Linked DNA regions of Gossypium arboreum: region 2 is linked to region 1. The links are chromatin contacts, called in public Hi-C maps. All regions are on one chromosome and are shown on one strand. The core of a region is the stretch at or near the end of the contact, and the rest is flanking DNA. Distances in the headings are between cores, read along the strand shown.

What was found. A called contact is a pair of places that touch in the nucleus more often than the background predicts.
Region 2: a Hi-C map of leaf shows a contact between it and region 1, with 3 times the contacts expected there. The contact joins the promoter of LOC108486483 here to the promoter of LOC108464911 in region 1. A contact is called at or near these places in 2 of 5 Hi-C or Micro-C datasets (both in leaf).

Annotation. Positions count from the first base shown.
Region 1 is chr3:37,798,403-37,802,173 of ASM2569848v2, forward strand. LOC108464911 (RNA demethylase ALKBH10B) reads right to left here and starts at 1,699. Exons shown (of 8, transcript XM_017765196.2): 1 at 656-1,699. The coding sequence starts at 1,262.
Region 2 is chr3:37,994,648-37,998,418 of ASM2569848v2, forward strand. LOC108486483 (anthranilate synthase beta subunit 1, chloroplastic-like) reads left to right here and starts at 2,103. Exons shown (of 6, transcript XM_053026170.1): 1 at 2,103-2,735; 2 at 3,751-3,771. The coding sequence starts at 2,572.

The DNA.
Region 1 (3,771 bases), core at 449-2,948:
GTTGATGAGGTTTTTAACCTATGCCATTCAATTAATTTTTGGTTTATATTGAACATAGAAATAACTTATTATATCCAAGTACTAAGTTACTAACCATACATTTCATAGTATCATTTACCACAAGCATATATTATTTCAATAAACACACACACAAACACAAAACAGAGCACAGACTAGCTATTAAATGCATGCCTCTTATTTTGTTTTCACCCATCTCCCACGATGCCACTCTCAGATGTAAAAAGTACCTGCCTTTATAAATCCACTTGCAAACAAATAGTGCAACTTTCAATTAGGTAGGTATATACATATTAAGGTCAAAGCGGGAAATAGAGAACCTGATAGCAATTTCCAAATAAGAAAAAGCTCGTTTTAAACATTAAATAAACAATTTCTTGTTTGGGATAATATGTCTAATCCAAGAAAGAAACATGCATATGGCAACACCAAGCTTTTTAATCAAGGAAATAGTTGATAAGTCAGCAAAATCAACACCCAAAATCCCATTTAGAAATACAACTTTCAATCATCCCAATCAGAAACCAAAAACCAAACATAAAAAGATACAGAATACAAGGTAACATTAACTGAAAATTTTAATGTTCACACAACGTAAATAAAAAAGATAAAGAAAGAAACATAAACCAAAAGTTACCTTTTATATCCTCCGAGACTGCTGAAACTTTATTCTCCCCACACGATTTATTGTCATCACATTTCTCAGTCTTCCTATCGTTTCTGTCTGAAATTGTGTTAACAGTCAAATTCGCATCATTATCCACGCCAGAATTCTGCATTTCTTTAGCCACCTCTAACCTATGCCCCTTAAACCCAAAGCCAGATCTTTTGTACTCTTTTCCCCCAAGTTTCCCTTGATCATACGGCCTTTGTCTCCTTCTCCAGGAGACCTGTTGAAGCGCGTAGGAGACCTCAGCAACAGAAAAGTACTGCTGCATATGAAGCACGGGGTTCCAATTAGATCTCCTTTGTTGAATGCAAGCAATCACGGCTTCATACTCCCCTACTTCTCCAACCTCACGCAAATGTTGACAAAGAGAGTCAATCATAGCATTGGCGGCGGCGAATTCCCCTCGCAACCAATAGATGAAGCCATCACGCTCATCGGGGAACCATTGCCGAGGATGGTGCTGGTGGATCTCACCTCCAGCAGCTCCACCTCCGCCGCCGCCAGCTCCTGCAGCTGGAGGAGCAGCAAACTGCATTTTATCAGATGAAACTACATTTCCCGATGGCATTGCCATTGAGAAAAACTCCCTAACCAATCGAGGAAAAAGAAATTTAAAATACCCCAATTCAGATCTAACTAATTCAAATCCCACAAAATCCAACCAACACTAAAAATTAATTTAAAATAAGATAGAATTGAGTGAAAGAAAATTTAGCAATAGAGTTTTAATCTTCGATTCCAATTGGATCTAATAAAATATTTAGAATGAGAAAAAAAACTAAGGAGAAAATGGTGGTCTAGTTTAGTCAGATCTGGAAGCTAAGTCTTTGCAATGCTCTTTTTTTGTTGTGTGATGGGCGTGTGAAGTTACAGTAAAAGAAAAGTGTGACGTGAAGATGGGGAGTGTCAATGCTCAATTTTTTTAAAATAAAAACACATCTAGGGTTTGATTTTTTTTCATTATTTTAAGTTGAAAAAGGAAAAACAAAACTAAAAAAATTGCTTCTTCCTTACGCATGTGGATGGGCTTAAATAGAGTCCAAACTTTTTTTATTTTTCAAAGATTTATATGTATATTTTGAGATTTAAATAAAGTGGTTTAAGAACGTATACAATGTGTGAAGAAGCCACCAAACTGAAGCTGAATCACATATGCACAATATTTTGTTTTTTATTGATAATTCGCAAATTGAAGGATATTAAAATTTTATGGTTAAAGATTTATTTTGATGTTTTATATATAAAATATTTTTTATTTTAATTTTTTGATTTATAAGAAGAAAGTAAAATTGAATTGATTCAAATTCAAATCACATTTGATATAATAAATACCCTTAATCATTAAGACATAACATGTGATTCAAAGTATATATTTTCATTTAATTTTTAGATTTAAGGGTGGAGGCAACCACTAAACTCTTTTAGAAATTAATTAAACCCTAAAACCATTCATCCATTTAATGTATTAATTAATATAATAGAGTAGTGTTGAATATACTGATGAAATGAAAAATAAATGTTCCAAAAACAATTTGTTGTTAACGAATTCGGATAATCCCTCAACAACACAAATTACATTCATCTTATTTTACTAACATTTCAAAAATGATATGGTTTAAAAAAAAACCCTAATCCATCATTGGATTATTGAGAAGAAATAAAGTGGAACATTTGTAGAATTCACACGTTTGATCAAAAGTCTTGAAAATGATCTCCACAGGATTTTCCAGGTTTCAAAGAAAAAGCAAAAATAATGATAATTTATTTTTTTCGGTGCATGTTTGTAAAAAAAAATCAACATTGATACTTAATGGAAACAATTTGAGGAAAGATTCATCCATGAAACCATGATCTTATGGAATATTTTTTATGATGGTTGTTGAGATTTATAGATTTAGTATGTTTAACCATTGTCCTAGATCATTATATGATTTATCCTATTCGTTATGTATTTTTGCTATTACTTTCTGTTTTGCAACCCATGCTTTGTAATAAGGTATAATGTAATCATATTTATTGCGGATATTAGTAACAAACACACGAATTTTAGGATTCGCTTTCACCACGTGTAAGATTAATCTGTTGTAATTTGATATGTCAAATTAGGCTCATCGGCACTCTTAATGAGTTTATTCTCAAGTAATTTTAATGTCTTTTTCATGGTTTTCATTTATTTTTCGTTCTTTAGCTTTAATAAGCTCTTCATGCATTTTATGCTTATTTTGTCCTATTATGAGACCTAAATTGGCCAAGGGCACCATTTGGACCCTAATGAGTGATTGAATGCTGCAGGAGCATGTTGGTGACCCAAAATTGAGTGGAAACCATGCCACAAGCATAGGTATTGCAACATCATTGTTTGAAGGGAACAAAAAAATGACATTAGGTGTAGTTTTTATCCACCTAAAGCACCAATAAAATAAAAGACGTTTAGAGGCATTTTGGTCATAAAAATAGGGTTATAATCAACTTTAAAAGCCACTTTTGGCTGAATGAAAAGGGGAGACTTTTTTTGCTTTGTTTTCTATCATTTTTTCCTTAATTTTAGGTTAAGGTTAGGATTTTTCTTTTTATTTTTGGTTTAGGGTTTCTTTTACCTTTTTAGAGTAGATTTTATTCTTGTAGTTTCTTTCTTCTTTCTTGTAAAAAACTTTGTAAATGAAAATAGAGGAAGCTTTTGGTTGTCATTGGTTCCACATCTAAATGAGCATTTCTTATCATTATCTCTATATTGTGCTTATTAACTGTTTAATGAAATATTTGTTTGGATGTTAAACATTATTATGTGCTAAATTATTGGATGGTTGGTTAATTGTTAGCTTAAATTAATGTCTATTCTTGGTTGATTGGTTGTTCAATTATATTGAAATTCTTAATACGTTACAATTGACTCCTCTAGCGGAAAACATAGATAAATAATACCGAGATGAGAGTTTATCCTTAGATAATTTGATATAATCGTGCTTAGGTGAGACCAAGAGGTAATTTTAGGTGGTATCTTTTAGTCTATGATGAGAACGAAAAGAGATTCCTAACTAAGAGTGGAAACCAATATAATCAGTGTAGGTTCATTAGTTTAATTA
Region 2 (3,771 bases), core at 853-3,352, 200 kb after region 1:
TAATATATTATGCCATGCAAATATATATACAGAATGTTGGAATAAGCATAATATTCCATGAATTACTACATCAATTAGTTACCTCACTTGAGGTAATTGGCAGCCGCTGATCGAAGTGATTAACAACCTTTGATAGCAATAATTCGAAACTAAGGATAGCATCAATTTAAGAGCATAACAATAGCAAAGAGCAGCAAGGGGAGACATTCAACGGCAGAAGAAAGGCAACAATCAACACTTGAAATTAAAGTAAATATTGCACGAATGTGGAACTGATCGACAACAAGGTTTTGAAGCAATAAGAAAAATAACAAATAAAATCATTTTGATGTATATGAAGGACTAATCGCCTATGATTCAAGTCAACAAACTCAATCCATTGATTTTTAACATCACACAAATATTCAAAATTTTAAAACTTAAAAGCTTCCCCATATAACCCTAAAACTTGTGCAATTTTTATTTCAAACTGATTTTTTTTTTATGAAGAATGAATTAATCCATATATAATAAAAAATAACTCATTCTCAATTATTTGACACAACAAGACTCGGATGCTACTTGTTAGAACCGCAAAACAAGATCTAATATAAAACTTAACAAACCAGGATCTATCATGTCAAATCATTAATAATAAATCAAAAACAAAAGAAGACGCGGAAGCGTATCTGAATCTAGTGATTTCTTGAAATCTTCAGATTTTATGATTTTGATCTTCCAAATTAGCACACAAGTAATTTAAAGGAGGTGGCTCTCTTTTTTTTTTAAAATGGGATATTAAAAAAGTTACATATGTGTAATTTCGAGACCATAACCCTAATATATAACTTTTGAACATTAACCATATTTTCTAATCTACCCATGAACAATTAGAAATTAATTATTAAAATATTTAGACATATTTGTTACTATTATTATATATGTGATATTTTGTTGAAAACAACATGAGGCGCAAGCTCATTCTACTCACTACTAATTCTTTGTGCACAAGTAATCCATATGGAATATATTAATAAATTCAATTGTGCATATGTTTTTAGTTAGGATTAATTAGGAAAATTAAATATAGAATTGGTTATTATTATCCTTTTTTTTTTTTACTTCGAGGGAAACAAATATGATTCCATTTTATTTATTTTTCTTTTAGGGTTTTAGTTGCCTGTAGGTTTCAATAGAAGAGAGTGAAATTTCGGAGTTTTTATTTTTGTTTTTCTTTTATTATGAGTTACTAAACTTTTCTTTTTAATCAAAAAGAAATTGATTTTTATTCTTTCTTACTAAATATTCATGTTTATTAAATGTAAATAACATATTTGATAGTTTGCAATTAAAATTTTTAAATTAAGTAGTTATTTAATTATTTTAGTATTTATGACAAATAACATGGTGAATATATTATAAAAATATATAAAATAATTTAAATGACTTTAATTGTATGTTTGTTGCTTGTTAGATGAATCTTTTATTGATAAATTATTATATTTTAAATTAAATCATAAATATATTTTTGAAAAATAATGAACAAATTTTACGTCATTATCGAAAATTTTGTTATTAATCAAACTAATGCATTTTGCCTTTAACTATATTCTTATTATATTGAATGATCAAGTTTTAATTACGATTTTCATTTTAGCAATTTTATTTTTATTTTTCCTTTACTTTTTATTTTACACCTATTTATTTCACTATATACAAATTTTATTTTTGAGTCAATTTTGTTTGGTTGGATTTGATATTCATCATTATTAAATCACAAGGGTGAAATCCTGTATGAATTATATATTTAAAGAAAATATAAAAACTTAAATTAAATTTATAAATATTTATAATAATTTAATTTATTAAAATACCTATAATAATTATATTGAAGAAATTGATAAATTAATTTCTATAGGTTAGATTAAAAAATAAATTAATCGTTTTATTAATAATATTATCTATTTTTATTATTAAAAACTAGTTTGACTAACAAAATAATCAATATATATATATTATTTTGTTGTGTAAGGATCGGATTGTAATAATAGAAATAAACAAAATTTTTAACAAAATATTCCTTAATCTATAAATAAAAGTAGCAACAGGCTGGCTCCATGCCAATCATATTTTAGATTTCCCAATAAGAATTCAGATTTCCTTCCATAATCCATAGAAACAACGATTGAAGAGGATACAATTCACCATCCTAAAAAGAGTTGTCCAAATTACACTACACGTTTCCATTTCTGGATCTCAACACTGAACATTGAAAAGATGTTCCTATATAAACAATATTCTCACTACTTGAATCATTCTCAGTCTTATTCTCCGAGAAACAGTGAACCTGAACTGCCCTTCCCACATTCTAATACTTTCACTCATTACTAGAAAAATGGCGGCTAATTTTATTACTCACTTATCTCTGGTTCATCCAAAACCTTCACTTTCTGCTAAATCCCTTCAAAACCCGTCTCTGTCTCACCTCTCCAAGCTCTCTCCTTCATCAAGTCTCTCTCTCTCTCTCTCTCTCTCTCTCTCTCTCTCGTACAGAGTATCACAGGGACGTTCTTTTTCTGGTTTGCTTTGCAGATGTTTGCTTTTTGCCAATCAAGAGAAGTGGGGTTGTGGGAAAACTCTCATTCGCATCGGCTGTATCGGATTCAACATCTTCAATTCCGGAAAACAAGAAAATCAGCAAGAATCCCATTATCGTCATTGACAATTATGATAGTTTCACCTACAATCTTTGCCAGGTTTAATTGCATCTTCAAAAATTTGTTTCCTTCTCTCTGTCTAATCTTTCGTCTTCTCTGAGTTTCCCTTGATTCTGAAACGCTGTTGATTGCCTAGAAATCTTTACGAAAACAATATAGAATTACTCGTTTCCAGTTTTCACTATGCGTGAGAATATAGGGAAGACTTGATAATTTTATTAAAGTTAAGAAACCCAATTAACTTGACTATAATAGGAAGAAAGTACTTTATTAGATATGTTTTTTTCCTTATAATATATCATATATGTTTGTTTGTATGTATACATGCATGTATATGGTATAGAAACGTTGTAATTTCGTTATGGCTAATTGTCAATTGAAGGCAAATATGGTTTGTGGGTATCAACCAGAAAAATGATGTGTTGTGTTGAAAGTTACCTATGCTGTGGTGATTTGAATTCGGCATCCTTTATAATGGAGGTCCAATTTGATGGTCTTGACCAATGAAATTCAGTACTCAACAGCAAGTGCAAAGTATCTGGTCAGAGATTGCCACAATTGCAATAAAAAAAAGACTTTATCTTCCCTTTTTTTTATGGTAAGAAAAAATGTTGAGAAACAGACAGTATTAGGGAATAGAATTATATTTGACCACACGAATGTGGGGACCGTCCCTGCTTGATTCTTGTCTTTCTCCTTTTAAGAAGGTCTACTGTTCGTTTTTATCATCACCTTACGAAATGAATAATAGAATTTACATTACAGAATTTCCAGTACTTGAAATGTTGTTTCTTCATCATGTTGAATGTCCTCAGAGTTTACCTATAATTTTGTAGTATGTGGGAGGGCTTGGATGTCATTTTGAGGTTTATCGAAATGATGAGTTGACAGTAGAAGAGTTAAAAATGTAAGAACTAAGCTTCTTACTGCTGCAATGTGTTTTTATAATCCACTCATTTAACATGATGGTTACTTGGGTGGTGAATGATTACTTGTTAACATATAATCTCGAAATATTTGATTCAATAACGACACTTTTCTTGTATATTTGTAGGAAAAATCCTAGGGGAGTGCT